3 separate regions of the Mus musculus genome follow, and regions 1 and 2 are each linked to region 3. The links are chromatin contacts, called in public HiChIP or PLAC-seq maps. All regions are on one chromosome and are shown on one strand. The core of a region is the stretch at or near the end of the contact, and the rest is flanking DNA. Distances in the headings are between cores, read along the strand shown.

Region 1 (3,823 bases), core at 1,158-3,657, 220 kb before region 3:
AATGGGGAGAAAAGAGGAGAGCTTGAGTTTACAAATCAAGTCTAATGGACCAGGGGCCCAATTATAGACATTGTATGAGTTGCTTACAATATTTTATAACAACTCACACAGACTATTTTGAAACTGTCATTTAAAATAACAACAGTATTGAATTTTACTAGGCTCTGTACATACGATGTCCTGTTTTTCTGTTGTGGCTTTTTTGATTTGGTTTTGTTTGTTTTGTTGTTTTGTCAACTTGACATAACTAGAATTATCTGGGAACCTCAATTAAAACTATGCCTCCATCAGATTATCTGTAGAGCATTTTCTTGACTGGTTACTGGTGGGGGAGGACTCCACCCACTAGGAGCAGTCCATTAGGTACCACCCATGAGCAAGTGGTCCTGACTGTAGCTGAGAGCAGACTGAGTAAGTGAGGGGGAGGAAGCCAGTAAGAGCACTCCTCCATAGCTTTCTGCTTTAGCTCCTACCTTGAGTGCCTGCCCTGAAGTCCCTTTATAATGACTTTAAGCTGAAATAAACTCTTTCCTCCCCACGTTGCTTATAGTCTTTGTGTTTGCCACAGCAATAGAAACTTAACACACAATGAGCAAGCCTAACTTAAAATATTCATCAATAGAAAGCTATATTTTCTTTTCACACTGTGGACCCAGAAATCTATATAGGTTACTAGATTTTTATTATTTTTGGTGTTTTTACCATGAGATGCTACAAAAACACTACATTTTGTAAGAAAATAAAGTACTTAAGAATACACTGTCTTGGGAAGCAGAGGTAGGCAGATTTCTGAGTTCAAGGCTAGCCTGGTCTACAGAGTGAGTTCCAGGACAGCCAGGGCTACACAGAGAAAACCTGTCTCGAAAAACCAAGAAGAGAAGAGGAGAGGAGAGGGGGAGGGGGGGAGGGGGAGGGGGAGAGGGAGAGAGGGAGGGGGAGAGGGAGAGAGGGAGAGGGAGAGAGGGAGAGGGAGAGGAGAGGAGAGAAGAGAAGAGAGAAATACAGTCTAGAATTTGAAACTGAAAACACCCGTTTTCTGGATTTACTCTTGCATCTACAAATGCTCAGCTCTCAGCTCTCGTTCTGACTTGCACTGAAGTCTGGGTGGTGGTCTAGGGTGAAGGCCACACTGGAATCTGGTCATCAGTTGCATTAACTTGACCCCTGTCCCTCAATGTCCACATTCATGCTGCAATTGCCTTAAAGCATCGTTCAAGATTAATACATTTCCCTTTACAAATAAATACATACAGGGAGTTTGGGGCATTGTTTAAGGTGGAAAAGAAAAGAAAATTAGTGCTTTTACTTTACACACCTAAAGTATTATTTATTGTACATGTGTAAATATTGAGAGTCTACTGACTGAGTTTGCTGAACAATTAGAAACTAGAGCACATTAAATACAAATGACACATTAGCCCACTCATGTAAAATAAAGCTACACCAAAAAAAGAAAACAACTTCTTTGGTTTTGTGTATATGTTTTAAACTACCTTAATAATTATGGCCAACTGCCATCTTACAACTGTATACGAGAACAACTCAGTATGAAAACATGTTTTGAGCAGCCTCTAATCAAAAATTCAAAGCAAGCCTTCAAGTCCTTGAGTATACTTTATCTCTGTTAAATTTTGCACACTTACCATAAAGAGGTATTTAATATAGTGGTTATTAATTAATATATATATATTAATATATATCTAAAGAATAGAAGGTTGTAATTGTTTCCTGTTGTATCTATCCCTCAATGACTAAAAACAAAACATACTCCCTAAAAGCACACAAAGTGTATTTGTTGAATTAATGAAATAAGCAAATGAAGATTGAAGTGGAAAGTTCAACTGCAATATATACTGTATCTAGTACATCATAAAAATTCATATATTTTCTACTTATAGATGAATCTCTGGTTGTGTTTTATGAGGAAGCAAATAGACAGAACAGGTTTCTATAAAATACATATTGTACTCTATCAAATAAAAGAAGTATGTCTAAGCTGGTTATAATCCTACACACCCATCATCTAGCACTAAGGAGACGAGGTTAAGATGCTGAGTTCACAGCTACCCTGGGCTATGCAGTATGAGAGTCTCGCTGTCTAAGGAGGAAGGAGTGAATCAGAGTCACTTCATCCAGACAGATGCGAGCAAAAATGGGAAATGAGGTGCAGTCATGCTTTCCAAACATATCTTACCCAATCGAAGAAAACCTTCCCACTCAACAATACAATTTACGGTAATCAATATAATATTCTCAAAGATCCTGTTATAATGTACAGATCTAAAAATGTTGCTAGGTGTTGAGAGAGAGCACATGCACAGAGACTGTAGCTAGTACTTAAAACGTGCTCAGTAAACTGCTAACTAGTCACATTATCTCACCAGAGAGTCAAGCTCTGCCAGAGTCCGAGTGCTGCTCAACCACTTCCTGCACTGTGCTCTGCACACTCTGACCAATTCACATGCAACCGGCTTCCTGAGATCAGCATCGAACGCCTGGAGGGAAATATACTGCCACAAATGCAAGTTGTCTGCTTCTTTTGGAGAAAATTTCTGGATGAATTGCACCTGAAATAAGTTGAGAAAAACATGAAAATCTTCAGACTAATGGATGACTGAACATACAAGACACAGACGATGTCCTTGCCTGATGGGGTGCAGCCATGAAGAAAAGGAGGCGCTTCAACAGTATGGAGAGGTTGGTAAGCTGAACACATTTTCCAGGGCAAGATTTAACCTAGAAAGATGGGAGAGAAACAAGAAAATGATTTAAAACTAGAGAGTCAGTTTGAAAGACACAATTACATGTCAAAATTCTAATGATTCTTTCTGAGAGAGAGAATTACAGCTAATTTGAAATTTTAACTCAGGGCTACTCTTTTAACTTTTTTGCTTCAAAGAAATTTGGTTGCTTTAATGAGAAGGAACACTGTAACATTAAAACACTGCAATTACCACTCTGATAACTTGGTATGTTCATGCTACTCAAAATAATTTTTGTAAATTTTAAAGATCTAGTAAGCACAGTCATGTAGAGAGAGAGCTGAGCTAGCATCTCTGAGGTAATCCTAGCCCTCAGGAGGCTGAGGGAAGAATACCTTGTTTATGGTCAGCCTAGACTAAATAAGAGAGTTTGGTCTCAAAAACTACAAAATAAGAGGAACTCGAGAGTTGGCCCAGCAGTAAGAATTTGGAGAGGATCCAAATTTGGTTTCCAGAATCTAGATCAGGCCACTTGAAAACTGCCTTTAATTCAGCTTTGAAGGATCTGATATTTCCGGCTTTTGTGGAAATATGCATTTACCTCCCATATATTCACAGACACATATAATCTAAAAAATAAGTAACAAAGACTTAAGATATAAAACATATAAGAGATCACTCTCTTGTACAAGATGTGTCAGGCTTCCTAATACAAGAGTGTGAACTACACAGGTAGGAATGTCTGTTGTTCAGGTTCTGCTACTCATCACTGGAGTATACGATCATTAAAAGAAAATGCAGAGATGTATGACACAGTAACTACTAGGAAGCAAAGGGTGGATGAGTGCAGAGATGACCATATCAAAGGCAAGGGATAAAAGCAATGACAAAAGGTCATAAGCACTTCATACGGAACACATCTTATAATTTAAAAAAAAATCACCATTAAAGATTAAAAAACAGGGCTAGAGAGATGGCTCAGCAGTTAAGACCAGAGTACTGGCTGGTCTTCCAGAGGTCCTGAGTTTAATTCCCAGCAACCACATGGTGGCTCACAACCATCTGTAGTGGATCTGATGCCCTCTTCTGGTATGCACGAAGATATCATATTCATATACATA
Region 2 (4,213 bases), core at 1,453-3,952, 170 kb before region 3:
TCGAACAGTGGGCATAGGAGTTGAATAAAATTTCAAACATGCCAGGGAAGTGCTCCATCACCAGACCAAACCACTAGCCCCACTGTTTTAACATGTTTTCCATCATAGCAGCTATAAATCAAGACTGTCTTAGACAAGGAGGATAAGTGGTCCCTGTTTATAGTGGTCAATACCTTCCCAGGAAATTTTAAGATCTTCACAGTCAGAACCATGTGTTTTAAATATTCCCTTCAGTTGGGTGCTTTAAGTAGCAACTTAGTAAATACTAACAGATGGTTTAATCCATGTATAGAAATATTTTGGACTACTAGGTCATATTTTGGTCAAATTTTGTTCCAAAGTTAGTGAGGCACTAAGAGATATGAGAAGCTACTGCGTGGAGACGAGTCACCTTTTGTTTGTGCCTTATGTGGGGCTCTCTTCACCAGGCTCTATTTGCAGGGGAGCATGGAGTAGCCATGGATGGATAGGAAAACTGCAGCTCACATCAACAGACACAAAAAGCAGGATGCAGAGGCTCTATGCATAGACCTTCTCTGGGTCTTCATGATCCAGAGGCTCTATGCACCTTTCTTCTCTTGGTCTTAAGCTCCCAGCTTAGTCAGTTGTGTCTAGAATACGCCTTCCAAGTACACTTTTCACTGTTATTTGTCAGGAGACATTTCCAACCCCTAAACAAAGGAAGTCTGATCCTTCCTCATGCAGTTTCTGTTGTTGTGTCCGGCCAGCAGATCACAGACTTGGGTTCTAGCCTGGAAAGGCATTTTGGAAACCTGGAAGAGAAGAAGGTTCTGCTGAAGGTTCAATTTTAATGTCAGCAAACAGGCTTTATAAAGAAAAGGGGAGGCCCGTCCCTGTAGATAGGTCAGCCTTTTAGTGGGAACTCGCAAAGAGAGTTCGCTCCGGAAGATTCTTGGAAGAGAACCGGTTCGGCCTCTGGCAGGTTGGGTCTCAGGCAGGTAGTGGCACATCAATAGAGCAGCACAGCAGGTGGCTCCGCTCAAGAGGTGGCGGATGGTCACAGCCAGCCTTGCTAAGCTGGAAGGAGGTAACATTCTGTGCTGCTGTTTTATGCTGAATCACATTACAGTCCCTTGCTGGGTGCCAACAATGGGTTCAGTGGGCACATTTAAAATGTCCTCATACAGATGAAAATGTATTCGTTACCCAAAAATCAAATTTAACTAATTTTGTTTGTATTTTCGATTCTGATAAGCCTACTTTTAATATGACCTTACTTCCTTACATAATTTCTTTTTGGTGACTATGAGCTAACCAACTCTTCTTATTTATACTGGTGCAATGTTTTGCTTGATTTCTTGGCAAACAACTGATAGGAAGAGGATACCCAAGAAGCCAGAAGAATGACGGAGTACAGTCAGATTGGACATAAAATGATGTTCCATGTGGGAAAATCTTCCTCTTGACGAAGGCTCGGTAAAAACCTGTTATCAATCATTAGGTAGCAAACTGCAGTGTACTTCTGAACTGCCAAAAGAGCCTGGGATTAATGAGTGTGTGGAAGAAATGGGTAAGAAGGCTGATAAATGAAAGGAGAGAGAGATGGTAGCAAATGCTGTAAGCTAGCCAAGCTACACAAATACCACTGGATTTGGCAAGGGAGAGATCAAGGGGAATGTTGAAGAATGGAAGCATAAAGGGATTATGTTCAAAAGAATCTGAGAGTGGGGAACCAAGAAGTAGGAAACACATGTAACTTACTAGAATGAGGTATTTTTCCTTGAAAATAAGTAGCATTTAATAAAATGTAAGAGAAAATAAAACATAGGATGTCACCTGCTGATGGACATTCCTGCAGAAAGGACAAGGTCAGAGGAAAATGGAGAGAGGTAAACGGCCAGAGCCATGGTTTGGAGCAGCAAAGAGTTGATTGTATCCAGAGCTTAAGTGGGAGAGCCAGCCTCAGAAGAGTAATTACAAAGTGCATGGTATGGGGCGGATAAGGAAGTCCCGTTTGGACCAGAAGGAGTATGGTTTTTTTTTTTTTTTTTGGACTTCTGCGGCTTTTATTTTTGCATGTAAACCACTGGGGGGAGTGGGGTCTTGATGGTGAGCACCCTAGTGATTACACTGGAGTTCCGAGGGCTCCAGACACTAGCTGGGAAGTCAGGTGGCAGAAACAATGATTCAGACCAATCACATGATTGCAAAGCTGGGTCTCCAGCAGGGATTCTGGTGGTCAGGTGTGGATGCCTAAGGAAGCAGTGATATGGGAGGGGCACGCACTGGGCTGGCCTTGAGCTGCCTGGATGACATCAGGGACAGAGGACCTAGCAGCTGGTGGCTCCAGGGATATGAGTATGTTTTGATGTATCTGTTTTCTCAGAGATACAGGAAACAGGGTCATCACTTAAGAATGAGGGCAGTGGAGAGGACCATGGGGACCTGAGGAGACAAAAGATGATAGGAAGCAGTATCCTTAACAAGTAGGCTGAGCAGCAGGCAGCATCAAGGGGAGTACTTGACACTTGTATGCTGGTTTTTGTTTGTTTGTTTGCTTGTTTGTTTGTTTTATCAAAATCATAAATATTCAATTTTGCCAACAAAAACTCTGGAGCCAGATGCTGGGGGAAAGCCTGCTAGCTCAGAGGGAGAGAAAGCATCCAGATGACCGACCTTCTTCTCCCTGACAGGCTGAAAAAACCCCTCAAACTGAATGACCCTCCCTTCTACTTCCTGTGTGTCTCTCTATCCCTTTTCCTGTCTTCCTCTCCCCCCACCCCCCACTTCCTCTATATTCACTCCCTGTTAACTGACTGCTTGTTCCACCTCTTGACCTATGGTTGACTTGATTTAATCCTGTTTGCAATAAACAGAAAACTCTTGGATTAAAGGCATGTGCTAGGTAGGACTGAGTCACACCACAACTAGAAACAGTTTTTTCCAATAAATAACACAATCTTGGGGTTCATGGTGTGATCCAATATCCTGCAACACTTGTAATTATGAATTTGAAAGGAGCCCAGTGAGCAAGGATCTGTTGGTCTGTTTTAGGTTTTTTTTTCTTTTTCTTTTTTCTTCTTCTTCTTCCAACTATAACTAGTTGGAAGAGAATATAACTAGAACTATAACTAGAGGAGGAGGAAGGTGGGACTTAAACAGGGCTGGTATTTAGCCAAGAGAGATTAATGACCAGAAGGTACAGTACCACTGGGCAGTACTTATCCCTGGTTACACAGATTTCTCAGGGCAAGGGGAAGAAGCTGAAACCATCACACCCTGAGTGTTGACACTTGGAATATTCACATTGTGTGCATTGTTCAAGGCAAAAAACAAAGGGGGGGGGGCACAAACCAAATCAATCAATCAAACCAACAAACAGCACTTCTAACAGAGTTTAAAATATGCTTTATCCATGATAGCCTTTCATAAGAGACCTTTCCCTAACCAAACGTCCACTCATTAATGCCGCCCATCACTCTGTTGTGTTCTGACTTGCATCACGACAAGAAGTCATTTGGCTCTTGCTCGAGGGATTTTTTTTTTTTTTTAATGACACTATTCAATGTTTTGGGTTTTCCTGTATGAGAGAACTGCTGCTTCCTTGGTTTTGATTGTTGATGAGAAGAAACATAACACCAGCTCTCTGTGGACTTCTGAATATTTCCAAGCACAGGTTAACCCTTCAGCATACTTACCAAACTGCTTGTATGCACAAAGTCAGGGCTGACAGAAATAATCAACACACTTTTTCCTGATACCGAAGACCTTCAGATCTTACTGGGTAAGGAGCAAATGCTTTATCTACATAGAGAACAAGAGAAACTCGCGTCTGGGGTTTCAGAGCAAAAGCGCTGAGCTGAACGCTTAGATCGGCTCCTCGGCTATCGGTCTTGAGGTGCCAACTGGAGGTAAAAGGAGGTGGCCTTGGAGGTACTTTTGCAAGGAAGGTGATTTGACAAGGCAAGGCTGAAAGGCTAAGAGGCCGGCATCACCTTAGTCTTGTTGGGACAGTGCCCGTGAAAACAGAAGTTTAAATCAAATCACAAAGCCTTAAGAAATTAAGAAGTAAGAAGTCATTTTACCTTTATCCTTGAGACAACTGAACATTGTTTACGGTTTTTAGTGAAAGGGTGTGATGTGAGACTGGAAAGTCCTCATGGGCCTTGCTTGTTGTAGCAAAAGGTTGTTAGAGAACGCCATAGTTTGAAAAGGGGCTGAATATCAATATCTGTATGATGCTTATTGCATG
Region 3 (3,775 bases), core at 1,191-3,690:
AGTTCTACGAGCACAGTGCTGTTCTTGTGTTCCCGTGTTGGAGGGAAGGTGCCAGAGAAGCTCTAGTAACTCTTCATATGACATTCCTAGTAAGAAAAATGAGAGTGAACTTTTACTGGGGTGCTACTCTGTACCTAACAGACTGGCAGGTTCATATCCCACCATCTGCTGTTGAGGCTTCAGAAAGCAAAAGCTATCACACACATTCTGGTGGCCCAATGTGCTGCTAAAGCCATTCCGTGGGATAACTTGGCAAAACGGGTTAGAATGGTAAACACATATACCCTTTACCCCAGGCACTGTGCTCTTGGAATTCAATGGTATAAAAGTGTTCTTGTTCACAGGTTAGAAGATGTATGAAAAGGGTGCTCACTGCTGCTGCGATGTTACCAGTGATACAAGATTAAAATTAACTCCAAAAGTCCTTCAATTGGAAAAGAGTACCAAGTTATAGCATATTCATACAATGGAATACTATGGATCCAATAAAATAGGAAGGAAGGAAGGGAGGGTATAGACGTGCTCTGTCCCTGTAGCTACTTCTCTTCAGTTACGTATGGCTTATCCAGTGGCAGAGGAGATGACTCCTGGTTGCTACATGGAGGACATCAGGATGCAAACTACACTCAGACTGTTCCCAGAAGTAGCATTTTAGCAAGCAGCACTTGCACGCACAAGGGTTTCCCCGTCATCCATTGCACTGGACTCGCTGCCGCTGGAAGTAGTCTAACCTTTGTTTCATTATTTCATTTCCCTTAAAGAATTTACAGGTCTCAGCACTTGGATAATTTCTCAAACCAAATTGGAAAACATTACAAGAAAGTTATCTACAGGCAATATGAAGAAGAGACCTTCACCAAACGCACTGACAACCCCAGCATCAAACAAAGTGGGATTCTGGGCCCTGTTATCAGAGCCCAGGTCAGAGACACACTCAAGGTAAGCAACAGAAATACGGAAGCAAGGAAAAATTAAACAGGGAAAGACAGATCAAGGGACTGGCAGTTTTAATATATTTAAATGTATTCATCTAATTATAAAATCAAACATAGCTCTCAGTTTTATTTAGCATTTCATTCTTGTATATCCTACTTAATTTAAAAGATCTGGGATCGATAAAGTAGAAAAGAATAGAGAGAATAAAGCAGAGTCAGTATCATTGGAGGAGTAAGGAATACTATATGGGAACTAATTCCATCTGGTCACAAATAAGCATAATGAGACACACCCATACATCCCCAAGGTTGTCTGCAAAGTGTGTCCCAACTCTTATAGCAAAGTAAATATGACCGAGCAAGGTGCACACACCAGTGAATGCAGCAGTTCGCCTGGGGTAGAGAGCCAGGAGAACTTTCTTGCCCTGGGTTTTCAAGTCAGTGTCCTTGACAAAAGCCCCACAAGTGTCGCAGAACAGAAGTCCTGAGCGGCTTTGGAAAATGACATTGCCCGTTACCAGTGTGAGCAGTTGACTCAGCACAGCGGAGAAGAGATAAATCTCCACTCCAGTCTCAGTGTGTGGCGCTAATGGCTGGTCTCCGATTTATACTCGCACAAGACCCTCTGGCTGGCAAGATGGCTCAGTGCATAGAACCAATTGATGTCAAACGTGAACACCTGAGTTCATCACCCAGAGTTTATGGTGGGAAGAGAGAATCAACTCCCACAGATTGTCTTCTGACCTGACATATACATACACAACAACAATTTAAACAATTTCTTTAAAGCCTGAAACTTTCATCAAATAATTACCTTGAACGTTCTACCATATCACAGAGCTAGGTAGGGACCCAGACAATTGAAGGTTACACTGATTGGCAGGACCCTAGGATATAGGGTCTTGATGTTGACTAATGATTATTCAAAGGCTTTGGCAGCAAACCAAGATGAAGGTAAGGTTAAGGTTGTCTCTTGAAGATTGAAAGGCTAATTAGAACTTCTAGGAAGATTATGCCCTAAACAAAACCCATTTTGTTCATTTGAAAATGGACAGCGTCTTCCTTCCCTGCGATCCGCCCCTCATTTTTGGCTCCACTGGGATGCATTAGATTTCAGTGTAAGCATAGTCTATCTGAAACTCAGGGTCTGGCTACTGCGGCCATTCAGGAAGTTAACTTCAAGAACAATGATCCTGGGAAACAAAACGGCATTGTGGTCTAGAGGAGAGCAGGCACAGAGGACAGATGCATAGATGCAGTGCAATCTGAAAGAAGAAGGGAAGGGTGTGGGGACCAGCTGGGAGAGGGTGAGGGGTTAGGAGGAATCCTTCCTGTCGGGTAACGAGGGAGGCTGCTGCCGGGATAAACAGAACTGATTTTCCCACTGCTGCACTGCACATCTGTGTGTGCACACCTGTCCATACATGCACACACAAGCAGCTGCCTTCATCTCGTCTGAAATAGTTCTCATGAGTGACCTTAAACACGGAAATAATAACTATGACTTAACTTTCTAGATCGTGTTCAAAAATATGGCGAGCCGACCCTACAGCATTTACCCTCACGGGGTGACCTTCTCTCCTTACGAAGATGGAATCAATTCTTCCTCCACCTCAGGTGGGAACCTTTCACTTCTTGGAGACTACTGATCTCCGAGAGGCATCCACAGTGTTCTCTTGTATTTGTCCAGTGGTTATGACAAACGCAGTCATTAATACGGAAGGGTTATCTCTCCTTTCTGAGTGTCATTGGCGCCATCTAGTGGACAGATATTGAACAGCTACATGCTATCCATAGTCAGGAGTTTTAATACAAAAAGAATATTTTTCTTCATATTAATTACTCTAAATAAAAGCTAAGGTAGATATTTATTATGATGAAATAATTTTTCTAAAAATTAAGAGCGTATATTTTCTTCCAGGCAGTCACACCACGATCAGACCAGTTCAACCGGGGGAAACCTTCACTTACAAATGGAACATTCTAGAGTTTGATGAACCCACGGAAAACGATGCCCAGTGCCTAACAAGGCCATACTACAGTGATGTGGACGTTACAAGGGATATTGCCTCTGGGCTGATAGGGCTGCTTCTAATTTGTAAGAGCAGGTCCCTGGACCAGAGGGGTGTACAGGTATTTTATACATAACATAACCTTTAAAAAAAAAAAAAAAAAAAAAAAAAAAGAGGAATTTCCCCTCGCTGGCACAGATTAGGTCTCACTACGGAATAGGAGGATTTCCCTTCTAAAACACACCAATCATTAGTCTTCTTTGGCAACAGTGTGGGGATATTTACCATCAGGATCATCTCGCATGGTGTCCTGTTTCTCTGACTCCTTTCCTCTGGACTCTGACTGCAGAAAGCACATCCCACTGGATTGTATTTTAGACTCAAACCTGTTGACTGTGTGATGAAGAAACCATTGCAGCTCCTTTAATCCTTTCCTCTGGTCAAATAGGCAACAATATCCCTCCTAGAAATGTGTTTACAGGGTGGCTTAGGAGCTCAGTGAGAACTTGGCGCCAATCTCCGCTCTTTTCAGAGGCAAACATCAGAGGCGGGAGAGAGCCCCCGGGAGCAAGGACATTTGGAGCCATAGTTTTAGTGAAGTTTGAGCCTGCCAAAAGCCCTTCTTTGGTGAAACTAAGTTATGACAAACAATGTGATCAAAGAGATGGGATTTCTGAGTTCACTTTTATTTTGAGACATGGCCTCAAACTCACTCTTGTAGTCCAGAATAGCCTTGGACTTTTTAAAAATTGTCTTTTCTTATCCTTCCTTTTCTTTTCTTTTTATAGTTTAGGTTTATGTGTGTGGGTGTCTCATGTGCATGTATAT

Evidence for each region. HiChIP or PLAC-seq counts read pairs in DNA pulled down with a chosen protein or histone mark.
Region 1: a contact with region 3 is called in an H3K4me3 HiChIP or PLAC-seq map of bone marrow-derived macrophages, with 5 times the contacts expected there. The contact joins two enhancer-like sites. A contact is called at or near these places in 2 of 15 datasets of contacts at CTCF or cohesin (CD8 T cells and large pre-B cells), 4 of 484 Hi-C or Micro-C datasets (the C10 cell line, cortical neurons, embryonic stem cells and 1 more), 3 of 115 datasets of contacts at active chromatin or transcription factors (bone marrow-derived macrophages, craniofacial prominence and large pre-B cells) and 3 of 9 other capture datasets (adipose tissue, liver and pancreatic islet).
Region 2: an H3K27ac HiChIP or PLAC-seq map of the HPC-7 cell line shows a contact between it and region 3, with 15 times the contacts expected there. The contact joins two enhancer-like sites. A contact is called at or near these places in 3 of 15 datasets of contacts at CTCF or cohesin (embryonic stem cells, large pre-B cells and pro-B cells), 83 of 484 Hi-C or Micro-C datasets (B cells, the BV-2 cell line, the Ba/F3 cell line and 59 more) and 7 of 115 datasets of contacts at active chromatin or transcription factors (CD8 T cells, the HPC-7 cell line, bone marrow-derived macrophages and 3 more).

Annotation. Positions count from the first base shown.
Region 1 is chr1:163,962,089-163,965,911 of GRCm38.p6, forward strand. BC055324 (cDNA sequence BC055324) reads right to left here. Exons shown (of 24, transcript NM_201364.2): 16 at 2,647-2,736; 17 at 2,382-2,567. Among named protein-coding and RNA genes, the nearest start is that of BC055324, 31 kb to the right of the region's middle. Within about 2 kb of position 2,408, at least 17 of the 459 cell types and tissues checked have an H3K27ac peak or open chromatin away from gene starts, as enhancers often do. A contact at or near this core is called in bone marrow-derived macrophages, where this site is marked.
Region 2 is chr1:164,012,064-164,016,276 of GRCm38.p6, forward strand. No RefSeq gene overlaps it. Among named protein-coding and RNA genes, the nearest start is that of Mettl18, 19 kb to the left of the region's middle. Within about 2 kb of position 2,703, at least 10 of the 459 cell types and tissues checked have an H3K27ac peak or open chromatin away from gene starts, as enhancers often do. A contact at or near this core is called in the HPC-7 cell line, where this site is marked.
Region 3 is chr1:164,182,056-164,185,830 of GRCm38.p6, forward strand. It overlaps F5 (coagulation factor V), which reads left to right. Exons shown (of 25, transcript NM_007976.3): 8 at 762-939; 9 at 2,453-2,552; 10 at 2,857-3,068. Among named protein-coding and RNA genes, the nearest start is that of Gm16548, 32 kb to the left of the region's middle. Within about 2 kb of position 2,441, at least 23 of the 459 cell types and tissues checked have an H3K27ac peak or open chromatin away from gene starts, as enhancers often do. A contact at or near this core is called in the HPC-7 cell line and bone marrow-derived macrophages, where this site is marked.